Linked DNA regions of Oryctolagus cuniculus: region 1 is linked to region 2. Evidence: chromatin contacts called from public Micro-C data. All regions are on one chromosome and are shown on one strand. The core of a region is the stretch at or near the end of the contact, and the rest is flanking DNA. Distances in the headings are between cores, read along the strand shown.

The links. Hi-C and Micro-C count contacts between places; a contact is called where the count stands out from the background.
Region 1: a contact with region 2 is called in a Micro-C map of ear pinna, with 4 times the contacts expected there. The contact joins the promoter of NREP here to the enhancer-like site in region 2. A contact is called at or near these places in 2 of 6 Hi-C or Micro-C datasets (ear pinna and psoas muscle).

The regions. Positions count from the first base shown.
Region 1 is chr6:2,931,852-2,936,109 of mOryCun1.1, forward strand. NREP (neuronal regeneration related protein) reads right to left here and starts at 1,394. Exons shown (of 4, transcript XM_051834529.2): 1 at 1,258-1,394; 2 at 270-333. The coding sequence starts at 272.
Region 2 is chr6:2,845,156-2,848,859 of mOryCun1.1, forward strand. No RefSeq gene overlaps it. Among named protein-coding and RNA genes, the nearest start is that of STARD4, 30 kb to the left of the region's middle. Within about 2 kb of position 1,281, at least 4 of the 8 cell types and tissues checked have an H3K27ac peak or open chromatin away from gene starts, as enhancers often do. A contact at or near this core is called in ear pinna, where this site is marked.

The DNA.
Region 1 (4,258 bases), core at 144-2,643, 87 kb after region 2:
GCTGCCATCACCCCCTCCGTGCGTGTCATCACACGTCACTCTTCTTCCAGAACAGACCAGTTTCTCTTGTTCAATCTTTGCTTCTGAAAGAGGAATTTTAGTTTCCAAGTCAAAGCCCGACTGCCCACAGCCAATGGGCGTAAGCTGCAGGAGACTGCGGGGAGCCCTGCAGAGGTCAGGTGGGGTGGGTGCGCTAGAGGGTCCAGGCGCGTGGCTGGGACGTGTTAGGGACGAGAAGCTACCGGGAATGTCCTCCGACGACTTCTTACCATTTTGACAATCCTAACGGTCCTGGGCCCGTGCTCGCCCTCTCTTCAGTCCCAGGAGACCGACCTGCAAAATAGGTTTCGATAGGTGGACACGGCGCCCGGCCACAGGTCAGCGGGCCAGCTCAACCCTTCACCCGCTCCCGCGAACGACTGTGTTCTGTGGCCCAGGTGAGTGACACACAAACGACCTCCGTGGGCCACGGGGGCTCCTGCAGGCGCCTCCACGGCGGCCTAAGGGTTTGCACCAGGACAAAGGAATCCCCAGGTCCGGTGCTGCAGAGTCCCGGGCTGCTCTCAGCGTCTAGTTCCTCTTTAAATTGCACGAGTTCAAGAGGTTTAGCAACTTAAAAGTAGAAGCCAGGGATAAAAATAGGCTGCTTTCTGGCTGTCCTTTGTTCGCAGACACACTACTGGCAGTCTCTCTGCCGCGCAGACGGCTCTCCGCCGGCTAGTGCGGTGCCTCGGAGCGGGTATTTTTGGAAATGGCACTGCATTACATAACCTTCCGTGTTTAAAAAAATAAAATAAAATAAAATAAAAAAACCCACGGGGGTGGGGGCGGGGAGTCAGGCACACACACACCATTGTCCCCTTCGCCCTAGGCCAAGCCGGCGGCGGGGACCCTGCACCTGCACGCGCTCCACAAAGCTCTTTTGTTCACCTGAGTTCCGTCAGGAATCGGGCAGAACCGGAGAGAAGCCGCAAGTTCTGGAAAGGGGGATCCCCGGCCTCCGCGCGTGCTCCCGCAGCGTGGCCGTGGGAGCGGATCCGGGCAGCCCGCGCCTCGCGCCTCCCGCACGCCGCTCCCACAGCCCCGCGCGGCCGCTCGCCGAGAGAACGCGCGCCGCCAAGTGCGGAGCCCGCCCGGGGCGCGAGGCGGCGCGGGGACCCCCACCCGCGCCCCCCGCGCCCGCGCGTCCCGGGCGTCCCGGGCGGCGGCGCGGACCCCGCGGGGCGGCCGCGCGAGGGGCCGCGCGCCGGTACTTACGGACAAAGCCCGCTCGCGCCCGCGCCGCGCCGCCTCAGCCGCCGGGTCCCGCGGCCGGCGCACAATGAGCTCATTCTGCCGGGCGGGCGGGCGCGGCGCCAGCGCGGCCCACACTGCTGAGTCGGCGCCCGGCTCCCCGCCCCGACGTGCGGCCGCTCCCACACACACGGGGCGGCGCGGCGCGGCCCGCGCCCGGTCACCGCCCCGCGCCCGGGGCCGTCTGAGGCGACGCGCCCCCCCCGGCGGCCGCGGCCCTCCCCGCGCCGGGCCCGCCCGCACGGGCCACGCGCGCCCCCCCCCCCCCCCGGCGCCCGCGGGGAGCCCGGCCCGGAGGTCGCGGGCCCGCGCGCACGAGCACGAGGCGCGGGGACGCGCGCTCCCGCCTCCGCCCTCCCGTTCCCCGCCCCCTGCCCTCGGAAACCCTATTTGTTTTTAAATCAGGGATTGCTGGAGGGGGAAAAAAAAGAAAGAAAAAAAGTGCTTGGGCATTTCTGATTTAAAAAGGAAAAACACAACAAAAACTTGCCCTTCTTACTTAAAAATCCATCTTTTTTTCGCAGGAATGACAGCTCGCGGTTTTGCAACTCTGACAAAGTGCGTTTCTGGGGCTGGAAGGCCGTTTCCTGGCGCAGAAAGGTGCAGAAGCAGAGGCAGGCCCTGACCCTGGCCTCCCTGGAGGAGCCCTCGCCCCCCTGTGCGTCGGGTGCAGAAACAGCGCACCTTCAAGAGACGCACTGCACACTCCCAAGTCCAAGGGAGCACACTGATTTCCTGCCAAGCCTGTGGCCGCCTCTCAGAGCGCCAAGGCCGCTGGGTACCACCAGTTACCTACTGGGCTGTACAGGTGTGGCACCTCTGGATGAGTCTAGAACACCACAGCCGTTGTCCTGCGGAAAACTAGACTGGGAGCCGCAGCTAAGGACAAAGGGAGAAGCCTGCCTCCCGCTGCCCTGGGGCCCGGTGCTCACTGGCCAGAGCAGCGGGCGCCAGGGGCAGGCACACACCGGAAGCCCCAGCTGCAGCTCCAGGGCGCCCGGGCGATGGGGCCTGTGATGGCCGGCATGGGCTCAGGCTGCAGAAGAAAAGCCCGCGGGCTCCAGCCCATCCACGGCCCCGGAAGATGCACCTGCTTGTTCCAAAGCTGGTTCTGCAGACTTTGGTGTTGATGCAAAACTTGCCTAAGCTGTTCTCTCCAAACACAGGGAAACTGTGGATTTATTATCGTCTACACTCCCTTCCATATATATATATATATATATATTTTTTTTTTTGACAGGCAGAGTGGATAGTGAGAGAGAGAGAAAGGTCTTCCTTTTGCCGTTGGTTCACCCTCCAATGGCCACCACAGCTGGCGCGCTGTGGCTGGCGCACCGCACTGATCCGATGGCAGGAGCCTGGTGAGCCGCGGCGCCGGCCACTCCCTCCCTTATAACCACAGACATCCAGATAACAGAGTTTCCTAAGAAATCAGGCCGAGCCAGCACCGCAGCCTATTCATCTGTTGTATTCCAGAAACCGGTCACGATCCAGCTACCCAAGAAAGAGTCAGAGGCCCTCCGGGTGTGGGGTCCCCACCAAGCAGGCAGACGTAAGGGGATTCACGCCAGCGGGTCAGCTCCCGCGGAGCTGCGCCTGCAGCTGTGTGGCCGTCCTCCTGACCGCCCCGCAGGCTGGGCAGGAGACCCACTCCCCCAAATGCCTTCAGTCACGGTGTCCCTGCCCCACCGTGGGAGAAGGCCACTGCCCCCGTCCCTAGAGCAGTACAGTCAGGCAGCAGAGCCCCGCGGGGACGTCTGGACCCTCTGGTGACGCTGACATTGCGGCCACGCGACCCTGTGGGATGCGGGAGGCTGTCCTGGGCCTGACGCCATGTTCAGTGGAATCTGTGGCCTCTCTCCTCCGGATGCCGGTTGTGACAACCAAATACAAGGGGCTTTAAAATGTTCCTGGAAAAACTGAATTGTACGGGAAAAGAATAAAGCTGAAACCCTAGCATAGCATTTGCATTAAACACATTTTCCACGAACTTTTTGTGTGTCCACACGTGGGCACGTTCCCTCAGGGCTTCGATACACAGATCCCAGCCTTGGGGTGGAAAGAGGCCTCCCTTGGGTCCAGGTGGACTGTGTGAAGGGGGCGGGGGCCTGAGAGGGATCAAGGCTTTCCTAGGACAGGGAAGAGAAGTTCCAGTCCTCGAGGCCTACAGTCTGAGGGTATGGAGGGATGAAGACCAGGGCGGAGTCACCCCAGGGCAGCCCAGGCTCCTTCCTAACCCAGCCCCGCGTGTACAGGAAGGCTCCCCCGGGGGTGTCGCCTACACTGAACCTATGAGGGGATGAGGGGCCGGAGTCAACCAACTGTGGAAGCAGGGTGGGGGTGCTTCTGGCAGACCGTGAGCCAAGAACCTGACGGTAGGTGACGTTGGGGGCTGGGAGAAGGAGTCGTGGGCCAACCCCTGACCCTGTGTTCCGTCCCTGGCCACCACACCACGCAGCCCACTGGGGAATGGGGTCACACGGAGAGGATGCATTTAGATACACTGTTTTGCTTCTCGCTTAGAGGTTTCCTTTTCAAATGCACCTTTCTACGGCCGGGTACACCTCACCCATTCCTGCAACTCTGGTTCTGTCCATGCCGTGGCTTGGAGTGACAAGGTCCATGGGTTTGAGGCCCAGGAGAAGGCCACGTAGAAAAGCAGTTAGAGGGGCTGGTGCTGTGGCGTGTCTGCCTGCAGTGCTGGAATCCCATGTGGGCACCAGTTCGAGTCCTGGCTGCTCCTATCCAATCCAGCTCTCTGCTATGGCCTGGGATAGCAGAAGATGGCCCAAGTCCCTGGGCCCCTGTACCCTTGTGGGAGACCCAGAAGAAGCTCCTGGCTCCAGGCTTCTGATTGGCTCAGCTCTGGCCATTTTAGTCATTTGGGGAGTGAACCAGCGGATGGAAGACCTCTCTCTCTCTCTCTCTCTCTCTCCCTCTCTCCCCCTCTCCCTCTCTTTTTTTG
Region 2 (3,704 bases), core at 31-2,530:
GTGCCCGCTGCCTTCTCACTGTCCATAGCAACCTTGCGACGTGATGACAAGCAGCACTGCCCGCGCTCTGATGCCAGAGCAGACAGCTCCACCCCTCCCAGAAACTGCCCCAGGTGACATCTCCAGCAACAGCCCTAAGTAGCAGGTAGGTTGAGAGCTGTGCCCACCCAGCAGGTGTGGTTTTGACCGCTCTCTCCTCTCCTCTTCTAACCCGGGGCTGGGGTGCTCTCCCCTTCAGGTCAGCCTGCTCCTCTTCACTTCTGTGTCAATTCTTTTTGTGCTGACACATGAGGGTGGGTGATCCACTGCTCTGTGTGTAGGCTGGGAGTCCCTGGCCACCTGGCGTGGAGGAGCCGTGACAGGTGAGGGACCCTGTCTGGCTGTCAGCCAGTACCTGTTTAGCAGCTCATACTGGCAGACAACCAGGAACACTGCAGACGGCAATGGACGGGATTTCTGTCCTTGGGAAGTGCAAGGGTGACATGCAGGGCCTGAGCACCAGTGAGAGGTGCTCAGAGAGCAGCCCTCCCCCGTCCTGTGGTCTGAGACCTGAACCAGGGTCAGGATTTGGAGATCAAGAGGAAGCACAATGCAGGTGAGGGGAAGAACCTGCAAGGGGCCTAGAGGGAACTGAGCAGGGTGCTCAAGGAATCAGCAGATGTGGGGGGAGCACAGACAATGGCACAGGATGAGGGAGGGAGGACTTGGGGGTGTCCAGGACAGTGCAGGTGGGCTGGGCTCTGGACTTGGCTTCCCATGCCTACAAAACAGGTACAGAAGCGCCCGGCAGGATGGAGTACACCAGTTCTACCACAGGGAGCAAGGAGAGACTGGTTCTGGACGACAGAGGCCTTGGAGGAGACCTGAATCTCCATCAGGGTGCCTTGGAAGGCAACTGGGAATGCGGGCCCCTTCCCCAGCAAGCTCCCACAAGAGGGCGCTCAAGCAGGACAAACATCTAGCTCAGACTCCCCGGCCCGCCCGGAGCAAACCAGGGCAGGAAGGCAGCTGCTGGTGGAGCCCCCGGCGCTCCTGGGCTCCTCTCAGACCTCATGATCTGTTTTCTTCTGGGGAGACTCCAGCCGCTGCAGCCCTAGCCTGTGCTGGCCACGTAAGCGGTGAGCTTTCTCCAGTCCTGGGATACTGAAGGTGAACCTTTGGGCCTCTCTCTTCCGTGCCCCGCACAGCAGACCCACCACAGACGCTGAGAGACTGTGTCGTTCTGAGTGAAATCTTGCTGTTCTCTGGGTGTTCCCGCACCGTATGGCCCTCGGTTTGTTAGGGGACTATCTTGGAATTTCAGGCCATTTCCTCGGGAAGTGCTATTAGCGGAACAGGACGCAGAATTCAGTCTAAGGAGCAGGCAACAATGCAGGGCCTGAAGCCCAGGCTGCGTCTTGGGTGATTGTTTAAACACAAAGAACCAGCGGACCCCAATCCTGCCCAAGGCCCCTTGTAACAAAGATGCTCGGATCCCCAGGGGTGCACATGGTGACACCTGGTAGATGGTGCCTCACTGCCCAGCCCTCCCCACAGCCCCACGAGGCCTCAGCTTTTTATGCTGTATCTTGGTTTTATGTTTCTTACAGCCCCTTCCACTTAGACAAGCTCCAGGTTGTCCTCCCTAAATGATGGTTCCCCAGGTTTCCCTTGGAGGGAGCCCTGTCCAGACCCAGGCTCTCGGCAGAACACCTGTCCGTCCTGCAGAACCGGGACAACAGCAACCATTCCAGGTCCCTGTGTGCTGTGCTGTGCCCGTGTCTCCCCCTGGCTCTTCTCAAGGGACCATTGTATTAAAGAGGAGGAAGGAAGTGACTACAAAAAGGAAGTTATGCCAAAGTCATTTCAAAGGTGTGTTTTCCAGAGGACAAAACTCTCCCAAGGCCAGGGATTCAGGCGGGGGAAAGGGCAGTGTAGGGAAACAGAAATCTGGGGGGAGGGGAGGGGACTCCTCTGGGGCCTGGCCCTCCCTTCTGCAGACTGCACTGAGCGTTGGCCCCTCTGCCACCCCTGGCTCCCTCGCCCAGCTCCGTCTGCCTCTCTGTGCCTGTCTCTGAGGCCTTAGAGGTGTGCGTGCCCACTTTCTGTCTCGTGGCTTTGCTTCCCTCTCTGGCATGTGGCAGCCCCTGTGCTGGCTGTCCATGGGTCACTGCCGCTCCCCCCCCCCCAGCTCCCATGGCATCATGCTACTCCATGCCACAGCCAGCGGCCACACCAGCCAGCAGTGAATCAAGGCGTGCGATTCTGTCCTGCCACGCCCTGTGCTGGGCTCTGCAGTGGGAAAACAGAACAACTCTGGTTCTCCGCGGTCCCAGGCCCTGGTGGCAGAGGCTGGCCTTGGGCTTCAGCTGAGAGGGTGTCGGAGGCACCGCGGCTCTGCCCGCTGCTCCCCCAGCCCCAGTGCCTGTCTCACTCTACATGCCCATTTTCCCCTTTGACATTCACGCTCACAGCAGCAGCGGCCATCTGTGCGGCCTCTGACTGCTAAAAGCTGCTCACCGTCAGACTCGTCAGCCTTGGCGAGGAGGCTCACGTCCGGGCGACACTTCTGTCAACTACCTAGCAAACACAGATTTCGAGTGTCACAGGTCCCCCCTGCACAGCCATCAGACCATGGACTAAATCCCGCCCCCAGCTGGTTCTCCTTCGGTTACCACAGCAGAGTGGAAGGCATTTGCTTCACTTTCAGGCTCACGTGTTTTTACGTTTCTGTCGCTGAGGGCGCCAAGCGTTCACTCTGATCCTCAGCCGTGCTCCGTGTTTTTCATTAACGCTGGCAGTTAGGCGGCTCATTCCAGTTCCTGCCCTCCTTCCGGCTATGCCTGAACTCGCTGGCGGCAGTTGCCATGCCAACCCCAAATCCTGGGGTCCTGCTCCACATCCCAAGCGCCGTGCACATTTCCTAACAGCACCTGAGTGTTCTCCAAGCTAAGTAACATATCTATCACCTCATCAACCCACCACACTTTTGTGCGTGGTAAGGGAGATAAAATCTACTGCTCTGGCAATTTTGAAATGGATAACGCATTACTATTAATTGTGGTCACCATGCAGTGCAACAGATTCCTGAAACCGACTCCTCCAGCCTAGCTGAAATTGTTTCCCCTTCCCCAGCCCTCCCCTAGCCTCTGGTGACAGCCTTTCTACTTGGAGTTAATTTTTATATTTCATTAGGTAAAGACCCAACTTTCCTCAGCATGCGAGTGACGCTGCTTGCAAAGCCTGTCCTTTCCCTCCGAGCCGTCTTGGCGGCCTTCTCCAACTCATGACCTCGTACGCGGGGTTGACGTCTGAGCTTCCTCTTCCACGTGACTGCTCCGCACGTCTGTCTGCACGCCAGCACCACGCGGGTTTGCTTACTGCACCTTTGGAGCAGTTTTTAAAACCAGCAGGTGTAGGCTTTCTAGTTCTGTTTTTCACTTTTGAGATTGCTGTGGTTATTTGGGGTCCCTTGAGATTCCACACACATTTAGGAAGGGTTTTTTTTTTTAAGTTATGCAAAAAATATCATGAGGATTTGGATATGAATCAAATTGAATCTGTAGACTACTTTGGGTAGTACTGACGTCTTAACCAAAATTAACTCATTTAATCCATGAACATGTATGTGTTTCCAGTAATTTATGTGTTCTTTCATTTTGTAGTTTCCATTGTTTCAACCTTTCAGTTCCTTGATTAATTTCTAAGTTGTTCCTTCTTCTTGA